2 separate regions of the Macaca mulatta genome follow, and region 2 is linked to region 1. Evidence: chromatin contacts called from public Hi-C data. All regions are on one chromosome and are shown on one strand. The core of a region is the stretch at or near the end of the contact, and the rest is flanking DNA. Distances in the headings are between cores, read along the strand shown. Region 1 holds the start of LOC106998777. Region 2 holds the start of LOC114678796.

Evidence for each region. A called contact is a pair of places that touch in the nucleus more often than the background predicts.
Region 2: a Hi-C map of liver shows a contact between it and region 1, with 4 times the contacts expected there. The contact joins the promoter of LOC114678796 here to the promoter of LOC106998777 in region 1. A contact is called at or near these places in 6 of 14 Hi-C or Micro-C datasets (CD4 T cells, cortical neurons, fetal cortex germinal zone and 3 more).

What each region holds. Positions count from the first base shown.
Region 1 is chr6:69,039,816-69,045,707 of T2T-MMU8v2.0, reverse strand. LOC106998777 reads right to left here and starts at 3,455. Exons shown (of 2, transcript XM_028849451.2): 1 at 2,126-3,455; 2 at 1,856-1,996. The coding sequence starts at 2,746. The coding sequence ends at 1,991. It overlaps SMIM15 (small integral membrane protein 15), which reads left to right and starts at 3,469. Exons shown (of 2, transcript NM_001190845.1): 1 at 3,469-3,593; 2 at 4,485-5,079. The coding sequence starts at 4,513. The coding sequence ends at 4,737.
Region 2 is chr6:69,205,177-69,210,524 of T2T-MMU8v2.0, reverse strand. It overlaps LOC114678796, which reads left to right and starts at 2,197. Exons shown (of 2, transcript XM_028849452.2): 1 at 2,197-2,343; 2 at 2,653-3,116. The coding sequence starts at 2,335. The coding sequence ends at 3,018. It overlaps ZSWIM6 (zinc finger SWIM-type containing 6), which reads right to left and starts at 1,845. Exons shown (of 14, transcript XM_028849453.2): 1 at 1,173-1,845. The coding sequence starts at 1,830.

The DNA of each region.
Region 1 (5,892 bases), core at 2,206-4,705:
AAATGACCAAATCCAGTCCAATTTACAGATTTTAAAGCTGAAAGGGCATTGGAGATTGCCTAGTATGCTTTCCACAGATATAAGTGGAAACACACTCAGAGTGATTTATCAGAGTATACATATCATTACTGTACCAAGACTGTGAATCTCAGTTCACGAGCTCAGACTCCTCATTATGGAAAGTAGTTCACAGTATTTGAACCAATTCTGACACCACCTTTAGTTAAGGCAATGCAGATTGCAGTAAGGAGCTCCACTGTGGCAACCCCTATGCTGTTCTTGGTCTTACAGACTGTCCTGTAACTTGAAGCTAGATAAGCAAACTTAGATTGTAAAGGCATGGTCTAGATCAGCAGTCTCCAACCTTTCTGGCATCAAGGACTGGTTTCGTGGAAAACAATTTTTCCATGGATGGGGAGGGGGCATGTTTTCAGGATGAAGCTCTTCCACCTCAGATCATCAGGCATTAGATTCTCATAAAGAACACACAACCTAGATCCCTCACACATGCAGTTCACATTAGGGTTCGCACCATGAAAATCTAATGATGCTGCTGATCTGACAGGAGGCGCAATTTAGACGGAAATGCTCACTCACCCATCGCTCACCTGCTGCTGTGAGGCCCTGTTCCTAACAGGCTGCAAACCAGGTACCAGTCCATCGTTGGGGATCCCTGGTCTAGATTACAGCTGAAGAGCTACAAAGGCTTTCTCCTTATTTGCCCTTTCTTCCTGCCCAAGACTTCCATGCTTTTAACCAGGGATGCAGCACTCCAAGTATCCAGAGGCAGTAACTGGGAAAATCATCTATCATGATTAAAATAAAACACGCATTGGCCTCTGGAACGAAGGATGTTAAAATACATTCTGACCACATCTTGGATTCACGACTTGGAGAAGTTTTAGAAAAATCGGTTATCTCAAGTAAGTATTCAGTGCACACAATCCAGTGACTGAGTCTGCTTTTTCTGGCTACTACAGGTACAGGCTAGGCCTAAGCAGCATAGGCTTTGAAACTATAATCCAGGTTTTCAAATAAAAAGGGGTAAGAAAACAACTGCTGGTAATACAACATCTCAAACATTAACATATGCCCAACGGACAGTATCGTAGATCGTTAGATTATCTGCCAAAAGTCTGTTCCCTGGTAAATAACAGTTATTGTTGTTTTACCTAAACTAGTTAAACATGTCGCAGCTTGCTCCTGAAAGAAAACATTATATAGTCTTTGGAGAATCAAACAGTGAAGAGGTCTTGCAACATTTGTCAGAGGTAGTCAAACAGTGCAAGCAATCACAAAATTTGGTCACCAACCAAACCAGAGCTAATCTTTCAGTTCCCGTAGATTAGAAGACAATATTAACTCACCCTTTTTGCATGTTGACTTTTGCATCCTTTTATTTGTGTATTGAAAGAACAAGCACCTCTATGGGAACTCTATGCCCTGACAGTTTAATTACTTATCAAGTTTACTCTGGGCAGGTATTGATCATTCTTTCGTGAAACGAATTAGGTACTTAAATTAAAAACAAACAACAAAATCCCCCTTTTCACATAGCATGGCAGCATGTCCCTTGGTAACAAGGTTGAGTGGATCCACCAAGGCCCCGCAGCTTGCCTCCTTTACGTAAGGATGTAACTATTGCCCAACCAGAAGAGAGAGGCGTGGAGTGGGATGTGAACCAGGATGAACTCGTCGGAATTGCCAAGGGTCGTTGTGTGACCCTTACCTTGACTTCGGGCGGTTTGTGGGAACCCAAATGCTTTCTTGCCGCAGCTCTTTGGTCTGAGTTTCTCTCAGCCAAACACCTCACCCACCCGGGACCCTCCAACTGTCCGGCTACAGCAGGGGATGGGGGTTGTCTTCCGATCGACCTCGGGAGGCAAAGGCAAAAGTTCCTAGCTGCTTCGGAACCTCTCCTCGAGTCCTGAAGCCGCTGCACGCCTCCTCGCCCATCACTTGGTCCCCGCAGGACGTGGCAGTCTCGGGTTCAAGCCTGGAAAGGAGCCTGGGTGCTGTCACCCGCCCCGCGCTGCCTCACCTGCCGCTCCCCGGAAATCTCAGCGCCACCCTGTCCCCCTCCCCCACCCTCCCGCGTCCTCCAACTCGAGGTCCCAAGACCCACACAGCAATGGCGCAGCCGGAAACCGGCTCCTAGACTTCCTAACGCCCAGCTGGCGGTTCGGGTCGTCTGTGGGCGGGACGCAAAGGCCGCGACTTCCGCCTTCCTGCTTCCGGTCTGGCGGTGAGTGGGGAGTGGGATCCAAGCCCCTGGGGCGAGATAGAGGAAGCTGGCGGCTACCGCTTCCGTGGTTTTCTCCTGGTGTCCAGCAGAAACGGCGGCGGCCCCTTGCGCCAATCCAGGATTCCCCAGGACCCTCGGCTCTGCGCGACAACGGGCCCGCGCTTGCCAAGGCCGAGGGGCAGAAGTGAACGTGGCCCCCGTGGGTCTGCGGCCCCGATAGGGTAAGGAGGGAAGAGTGAGCAGCGGAGAAACGTAAGAAATGAGGGAAAGACAAAGGAGCAAGGGAGAAACGTAAGAAATAAGAGAAAGAGAAAGGAGGAAGTGCGGACGGCCGTCAAGTGTTACCAGTTGCAGCCGCAGGGGCCACGCGGGTCTGGTTGGGAGATCGAGCCGGGTCGATCCGTTTTGGGCGGAAGAGTAGGATTTATTCCTGAAAGTGTGGAGGCGCGGGTGTTTGGGTCTGAAGTTGAGGTGCAGGGAGATGTGTGGCCTGTGGACCATGACTCTTACATTGTTTATTCGCTACTGGGCTGGAGAAGGTGAAGGCAGATCGATCTGAGTAGTACCTAATTCTGACTATGGGTGAGGTCTTATGAAGTCCGGGAGAAGATATTTAACGTATTAGGCACTTTCATGTGTGTTCAGTTGAAAATCGTGGGAAAGATATAATTAAAACCAGTCATAGTTTTCCTGGGGTAATGGGACTGTGGGTGAATTACTATAATTTGTTTGGTTATGTCTTCTAATTTTTTAAGTAAAGGACACAAATTGTATGATAGACCCAAAAAAACCTTTAAAGAGTAAGATGAGGTGTTTGATTTTGTAGTGGTGTACCTAATCCAGTAAATGAATGAATGGCAACATTTTTAGTATAGAAAGTTGAAAATCTAGGAACGGATATACTGTGTAAGTCAGTGAGCCAACTTGTCTTCTATATGTCAATGAACTAAAAAAATTTTACTATTGAAATAACTAACTTAGTAAAATACTTGATTTCCAGTAATTAGGATTTTCTTACAGGGCACTTGCAATTGTGGTAAATTCAAATGAGGAAGAAACATATTAAGTTACTATAATGGATAGGCAATTTTAGATGTCATATAGATTGCGTATATACAATATAGAAATTTTCCATTTAAAATTTTATTACAATTATCCTGAAAGTTGTGACTTAAATTTTGTTTTATTTTTTGTATTCTTTCCAGCTAGCCAATTGTACAGAATTTAAATAATCTCTCAGATGTGTACAGTAGAACTCAAGAAGACAGACTACCAAGGGTCATCTGAAGTCGTGATTGGGTCACTAATAATACCAGGACAAAGTTAGAGATCACTACTCAAGCATAAGGTAGATAATTTTTTTAAAAATTCCAGTTGAAATCGTAAGTGGATGTATATACCTCATTCCCTACCCAGGTATTCTAATTCTCCACTTTGAATAGAGGTTGACACAAACATGAAAGGTAGAAAAGCCTCTGGGGCAAAATAGAAAACATCACTCAAGTCACATAATCCTCATTTGCCAGATGCCTTTTCCTTACACTCAAAAAGGAACAAAACACATGGCATCTTGTTAAGGCTACTTTTCTCATTTATTAAATTAGGCTTATTCCAGCAGAGGTCCTCAAAGCTGAAAGGGCATAAAATAGCACAGTACTTTTTGCTGCTTTGGCATATTAATGTGATTGTCATGACTCCCTTACCCTCCCTTTCCCATTCCTGGAAATAGCCATCTCTCCTTCTCTGCGAGTATTGCACATGCTCTGTCGCTTGTCCTTTTAAACACCAAATTTGCTGATTTGTATTTTTGTTAATTAGTAATACTAAGGATATGTCAAAAAATGACAAACTGTGTTCAGCTCTTAATGACCATAGAAAACTCAAGATTCTTATGAAAGCCTCCTGCTAAATAAAGTTTGTCTTCCATATAGGAGGCATGTGAGAATGCATAGTCCTTATGACAGAGTCACATGGCTTTTTAAAATCTTCTATAACTTTACATCTTTGAAGTGTCACTATTCTGGCTGTCCTAGATGAATTACTTTTTCCTAACTGGAAATACTAGTCCTTATTACAGTAGTACTAATTAGTACTTTTTAAAAAAGCAAACTGAGTGATAATGGAATCATGAGTTAACTGGTTGTGTGAGGAAACTTTTTCAAAATTTGACTAACCACAGTCTTTCTCCTGTTTTTTTTCCTCTGTTTTTCTCCTGTTTTTCTCCACCCACCTTCTCCAGCCCCAGTTTTCATAAGACTGCAGTGAAGATGTTTGATATAAAGGCTTGGGCTGAGTATGTTGTGGAATGGGCTGCAAAAGACCCATATGGCTTCCTTACAACTGTTATTTTGGCCCTTACTCCACTGTTCCTAGCAAGTGCTGTACTGTCTTGGAAACTGGCCAAGATGATTGAGGCCAGGGAGAAGGAGCAGAAGAAGAAACAAAAACGCCAAGAAAACATTGCAAAAGCTAAACGACTAAAAAAGGATTGAAGGACTGAATAGGCTCTGCAACCAGAGGAAAATCATTTGGAAAATTATGCAGCTTTGGAAGAACCCACTAAAGTTTCTTCTTTGGATTTCTTGACAGTATTATTTAGTAAATGAAATCTGACCAAATGGAAGAATCATGTTAGTTCTGACCTCAATACTATAGTAACTTTTAGGCTTGGGTGTAGAAGTTTGTAGGTTTCTATTGACAGTTATTATAAATTATCATTTACTGTGGTACAAATTCTTTATAACTGACTTAGTCATTTGCCGCTTAGCAGTTTATCTACTGAAATGAAAACATCCTGTGGGGAAAAGTGACTTTAGATTATGAACTCAATTCAAATGAACTCTATTTAAAATGGGGTCCTGTTTTGGACAAAGGAAATTAAGAATGTAAAAGTCAGAACTGTCTTGTTTGAGGTAAAAGTGTGCTTTGGCTTAAAAGAGATACAGTATATTAGTTACGTCTTTTATTATTATTGCTTATTTCTTAGAATCATTTCTGACTTTCTCAAAACAAAATAATATTAATCAATGAGTACTTCTATTTGCTGCATTTTTCTTATAGCCTTTGAGACAGCTGGTAATTATCAAGTCATTTTGCATTTTTAAAAACAATTTTATAAAGCATTCTCTTGACTATGTAGAATACCACCTACTGGATAGAACAATTTCTGTACTCACAAACACTGCCATTTTCTTAGAGATGGCTTGTTGAGAGGAGTAACACTATGGTTTAAACCTTGCAGTAAAAATGCCAAACACTGTAGTACTTTGGAACCGGTTTATTCTTGTGCTAAGCAGAACTGTAAAACAGTTAAAATGTCTTATCAAGTAATTCGCTGATTATATAGACACCACTTTTGTATTTTATTTCATTCTTTGTTTTAACTCATGTGGTAGTGATATTTAATACTTTCTGATCAAACAGTTTCAAAGTAAAACTTTAAATTTCACATTTCTTTTAAAGAACTTGTAAAGCATAACAGTGATGTCATACTTCTTAAGTGGTAAAGAAAGGTATAAAATTTGGAAACATTTTGTTGGGCATAGTAGTAATTGGGTGAAAAGGATAAATTATATCAAAATGAGAATGTGCTGTAATTGGAAGTAAGGAGCTAAAGGATGTTTCTTTCAGTTAAGTAGTATAACTGG
Region 2 (5,348 bases), core at 948-3,447, 170 kb before region 1:
CCTTTGTCAAATATCTTCTACTTTACAAGCCCTGAAAAGAAATAAAGAGACTCTTTTGTTTGGTTTCTCCTTTTCGGAGGGTGACAGAAAACTGAAAGGGGCACAAATAAACCTGAAAATGAGAACAAAGTGCTGGGTCGTGCCGGGCTGCCGCGCCGCGGGGACGCGGGAGCAGCAGCCTAGCCCAGTGTCTCGCGCTCCTGCAGCCCGCTCTCCCCTTTGGCTGCGAGCGGCAAATCCGCAACTGCTGACCGCGGCTTGCCCGGGGCACCACGACCTGACCACCCAGCGCAAACAAAACTCGGGCGGTGGGGTACAAGGGCTGCGCCGCGGCCCGCACAGTGGCGTCTGGAGGCAGCTCCACAAAAAAAGGGAAGCGCGAGCGGCTCCTCCTCGGGCTCGCGCCCTTTAATTAGGGGGCGTCCTCCGGCCGAGATGTCCCTCCGGAGACGAGTCCGGTCCGCCGCCACCTCCCCCCTGCGCCGCTTGGAGACTGAGGAGACGGAAAGAAAAAGACATTTAAAGCCGGGGCGGCCGGTGGAGCTCGCCCGGGCCAGACACCACAGCGACCCCGGGAGCGCAGCAGCCGCTCTCCCGTCGGAGCCCTGGGAGGAGCGGTCGCCGAGCGGCTTTAAATGTATTCCCCTCCCCTCAAATCGCGTGGGGCGGGGGCCAAAAAAAAAAAGAGCGAGCGACAGGCAGTGAAAGGGGGGGAGCGCCGAGCGGCCGGGCCGCGGCCGGCATTGTCTGCGGCCCGCGCCCCCTCCCCCGCCCCGCACAGCCCCGCCACACACACCCTCGCGGGAGCCCGGCCGTCCGCCCGCGCCTTTGTCCACATCCACCCCCGAAACCGGCGAGCAGTCCTCCAGGATGTGCTCCCCGGAGAAGAGCGGGGAGGGGAGCACGGGCCGGGGGCGCGGAGCCCGCGGAGGGGCGCGTCCTGCTGATTCATTTCCCACTCGCGCTCGCCCGTCCGGGGCGACCGGGGGCAGGGAAGGGAGGGAGGAAATAGGCGCTCCGCTCAGGAGGACCGTCCGGGCCAGTGAGGACACCCGCAGGGGTGCGGGCGCGCGCGGAGCTGGGGGCTGTCCGCAGGAGAAAAGCGGGCGCCCCCCCCCCCCACCAAGGGACTGACAGACGGACAGACGGCCCCCGGCTGCCCCGTGACTCACCGACTTGCAGGACGTTGTCTACGCAGCCGCTCTCCAGCAGCGCGATGCCCCGGCGGAAGGGCAGCCGCGTCTCGTCGCCGCCGTCCGCCGCCCCGGCAGCCCCCACCGACGGGGCCCCGGCCCCCGCGGCGGCGGCGGCGGCGGCGGCGGCGGCGGCGGCCGAGGTGGCGGCCGGGGAGGACGAGGAGCCGCCGCCGCCGCCGCCGCCTCCCGCGCCGCCGCCCGCGCCGCCGGGGCCGCCGCTGTCGTCGCCAGGGCCGCCCGCGGCGCCGCCGCCGGTGTTGAAGGAAGAGTACATGCAGATCTCCCGCTCGCTACGGGGGAAGGACCAATAGACTATGCGGCGCTGCACCGGCTCCGGGATGCGCTCGAAGCGCTCCTCCACGCGCTGGAACGGCCACTTCTCCGCCACCCTGCGCGCCGCGATGTCCAGCAGCGACTCGGGGCTCTGGGTCTTGCCCGGCGGCAGCAACCCCAGCGCCGCACCGCCCCCGCACGCCGCCGCCGCCGCGCCACCCGCCCGCGGGCCGGGCCGACAGGCAGAGCTGTAGCCGCCACCCGCGCCGCCGCCGCCGCTGCTGCCCCCGCCGCCGCCGCCGCCGCCCGGCCGGCAGCAAAGCCGTTTCGCGGGAGGAGGCTGCTGTCCGCGCTCCGCCATGACCGCGCCGCTTCTAACCCGACAGCGGAAGTGCCGGGACCCTATAAACGGCACTAGGAAGCGCGACACGCACACGCCGTCGCGACGCCACGCTGCCATCTAGGGCCCGCCGCTCCTTGTATGGGCACAAGAGGTGGGGCCTCCGCTGTGACGTAAGGCTGGGGCGGGGCTCCGATAGGGGGAACCTGGGGCCGGGGGCGGGGCCTATGCAAATCACTGGGCTGAAACATAAATAGAGTGCTTGGCGGACACGGGGGTGGCGGGGGTGGGCGGTTTGGGTGCCCGGTGGGTTGTGAGAATGTCAGGCTGCTGTGACGCGGGGGGGGGGGGGCGGGGCTCAGGCGGGGTTCCCGTGGGAGGGGGCTGGCCGCCGGGCCGGGGCTGAGGTAGATGGGTCTCTGCGCCCCCTGCCTACTCTACTTTCCCCCTCCAGTTCTCAGCCTCTCTTTGAAGTCCGAGAAGTGAGGATGCGCCTCGTGGGTCGCCGCGGGGAGGAAAGGGGAGATGGGGGAGGTGAGTGAAGGGGAGGGTTCATCTAAATAGAGGGCGGGGCCCACGGGCCGATGCCCCACCCCCCGTCAGCCTGCCCTTCGGGGGAAAAGCCTCTGGGCGGAGGAGGCGCTTTCAAAACAAAGAAATGCGGCATGGAGCCCGGGGGACGCGGGTGGAGAGGAAGGCGGAGGAGGCGCGGCCGAACCCGACCGGCTGCCAGCTTCCCCTCCAGCCGGTCCAGGGGAGCTCTCCCCACCACCCGCCGAAGCTGCGGCGGGGAAGGGGGAGGGTGGCTGCGTTCGGCGGCAGCTTTCCACTTGACTTTTGCAGACCCGGTGTGGAAGGAGCGCGCCCGCTCCGCTGCCCCGCTTGGCTGCAGTGCGCCCATCCCCGAGCCCCGCGTCCGTTCCGTCCCGACTGCAGGGCTGTGCCCGAAAACACGCTGAGCGCTCGGAACGTGCCCAGCAGTCGCGCGACGCGCGTCCGGAGCCGGCTGCCACCGTCCCGCCCTCGCTGCCTCCGTCCCTCGGTCCAGGAAGCCCGCTAGGAGTCGGGGAGCTCCGGCCGCCCTTGTCGCCCCCGCCGCCCTTGTCGCCTTCGCGGCCGCGCGGACGAAGCCCTGCTCCAGGCCGGGGTTTCTCCCGCTTGGGGTGGAATGCAGCCCGGGCTGTGGGTTTAGCAGACACACCTTTGTGAGTACACACGCCGCAGGGGCGCGCGCAAGCCCCACGGGCGCGCGCGCACACCGCCCAGCCCGCGGCAGACGGCCCGCCAGGCGGCGGACGGCGGCTTCGGGCGCACTTGGGTCTGCGGCCCGGCTCCCACCTCGGCGCCCGGCTGCGCGGAGTGCAGGCGCTCAGGACGCGCGCAGCGCTCTCAGCCGCCTTGGCGGCGCCCGCAGGGCTAGTCTCCCAGGGTCCGGGCAGCTTAGGGGTGGACCAGGGAGAGCGAGCGCAGAGCGCGGCTCGCCGGTACCTGGACGCGGGCGAAGGCGAAGAAGCGAGTCCCTCTCTGAACTGGGAGCCCTGCGGACATTGTTCGTGCTCCATAGAGCTCGGTCAAATCTGCGTCCAAGCCGCAGACTTAATTACCGCGTCGGAGACACGCTTCCTCCCAGCCCCACCTTCTGTTTTTACTGTAAACAGTGGTGCTGATCCGCTCCCATTGTTGGAGATAAACTGTATCTCCTTTGACACTTTCGCATCTTTTAAGGTTATTGGCTGCTCCCCACCCGCCTGCCTGGTAGCCTGGATTTAAAGGGATAGCGCGCTTCGGCGTTTTAAAGAAAATAGCTCATTCCGGGCCGAAGCCCTGGAAACCTCGAACTACACCGCTGGCCTTCACAAGTCCCAGGCTGCAGGTCCCTGGGGTCGGGACGCTGGCCGACTTTCCGCAGCTGCCTTACTTGTTAGGAAAATTTTTGTGACACTATGTTTTTGTATATCCGTCCAGTATTTTTCTGGGCACCTCCTCCATGTCTAGGAAAAAGCCTTTGCGGAAAACTGGAAGATCTTTATGGGCAAGTAGAGGGGAAAGTCTCTTTCAGGGCTTTCATTTCTAGATCTCTTTAAAAATAAAAATAATCTTTAAATTGTATAAAACATAGGTATAGAAGACAGTAAGTTTAAAAGTAAAACACAAGTTGGGTTCTGTTCTGTCCAGAAACAGTCATGATAGGACTTAGGCTTGTATAATATGTAGTAGCAAGCATTTTCATACATAAACACACAGAATCACTGAACTGGAAAGTCAGCGATGACAAAACTGGTGCCCCCCGACAGGATAAATGACTCATTCAGGTTCATAGGGCTTGTTAGTAGAAAAGATTAATTCACATTGAACGGGAAAACAGCTACCTTTGGAGGTGCCTAACTTTTACAGCTTTCGTTATTATAATGAGCAAGAGACTGGATTTAAGGCACCGTCATTTGCCGGAGGGATCTATTATACTTTAGCTCTCTAATTCAGAGACAAATGAGGGGCCACCAGCTCAGCCTGACCCAGCTGGCCTTCCCTGCATTCTCTGACACTGATTACCGACTCCCTCTTGAACTGGCCCTCTCTCTGAGTTTCCTGGAGTTCTGCCATCGCTCCAGTGTCTCCAACTCCTCTTTTCCCTACCTCTTTTTTGTATATCTTCCTTCAACCCGTTTAATGTATACCCTGTCCTGCAGCCTTTCACAGTCCTCTTCATTTTGGATGATCCACCACATGGAGAGTTTCCACCACCCACCCTACAACCGTTTCCCAAAGTGTCATCTCCCTCTCCAGCTCACATATTTCTTCCCAGTGGCCATCTCACTTTTCCATCACCACCAGGATGCCCATGGCCACCTCAAACCCAAAGAACCACCTTTCCCTAGAAGCCAGGTTCTCTTCTTTTATTTTTGATACTGTTGCCACCTGTTCCCAGGGCCCCAAGCTCTTTTCCTCTGCCTTTGCCTCTTGCCTGCAACTCCCACAGTTGACTTGTATTGTCTATCCCAGCCCCTCTGGCTGCTCACAGTCAATTATTCCTCCTTTTCACTCTGCAGGAGCCTCCTCCCTGGTGTGTCTGTACAGCCTTTCCTCCTCCAAATCATCCTCCACCCAGCTGCTGTGCTTCCGAAAGTACATTTCGGATTGTATCACCCTCCTGCTCAAGTCCCTTTAAATGGCTCTCTGCTGCCTACTGGAAGAAATCCAAACTCAGATCTGATCTTGACCAAACCCAACTTTTCAGCCTTGCCTCCCACAAAAAACCCAACAGAACATTTCCCAGTTCCCCAGCAGGAATTCTGTTATGTCCCAACAGGACTTCTCCACCCCACACATTTGCTCAAGATGTTCCTGCTGCCTGAAATGTCTCTCCCTTCCCTTGCAACTTGTCAAATTCCTACCCTTCCTACAAGGATTTGCTCAAATGCCACTTCCTCTGGGAAAACCCACCTGGATGTGTGATCTCTCTCCTCAAGCCCCTTTAAGGAGAACTTTGGATCATTCTTGTGACATTTATACCATTCTGCCTAGCATCAGAGTTATGTTTA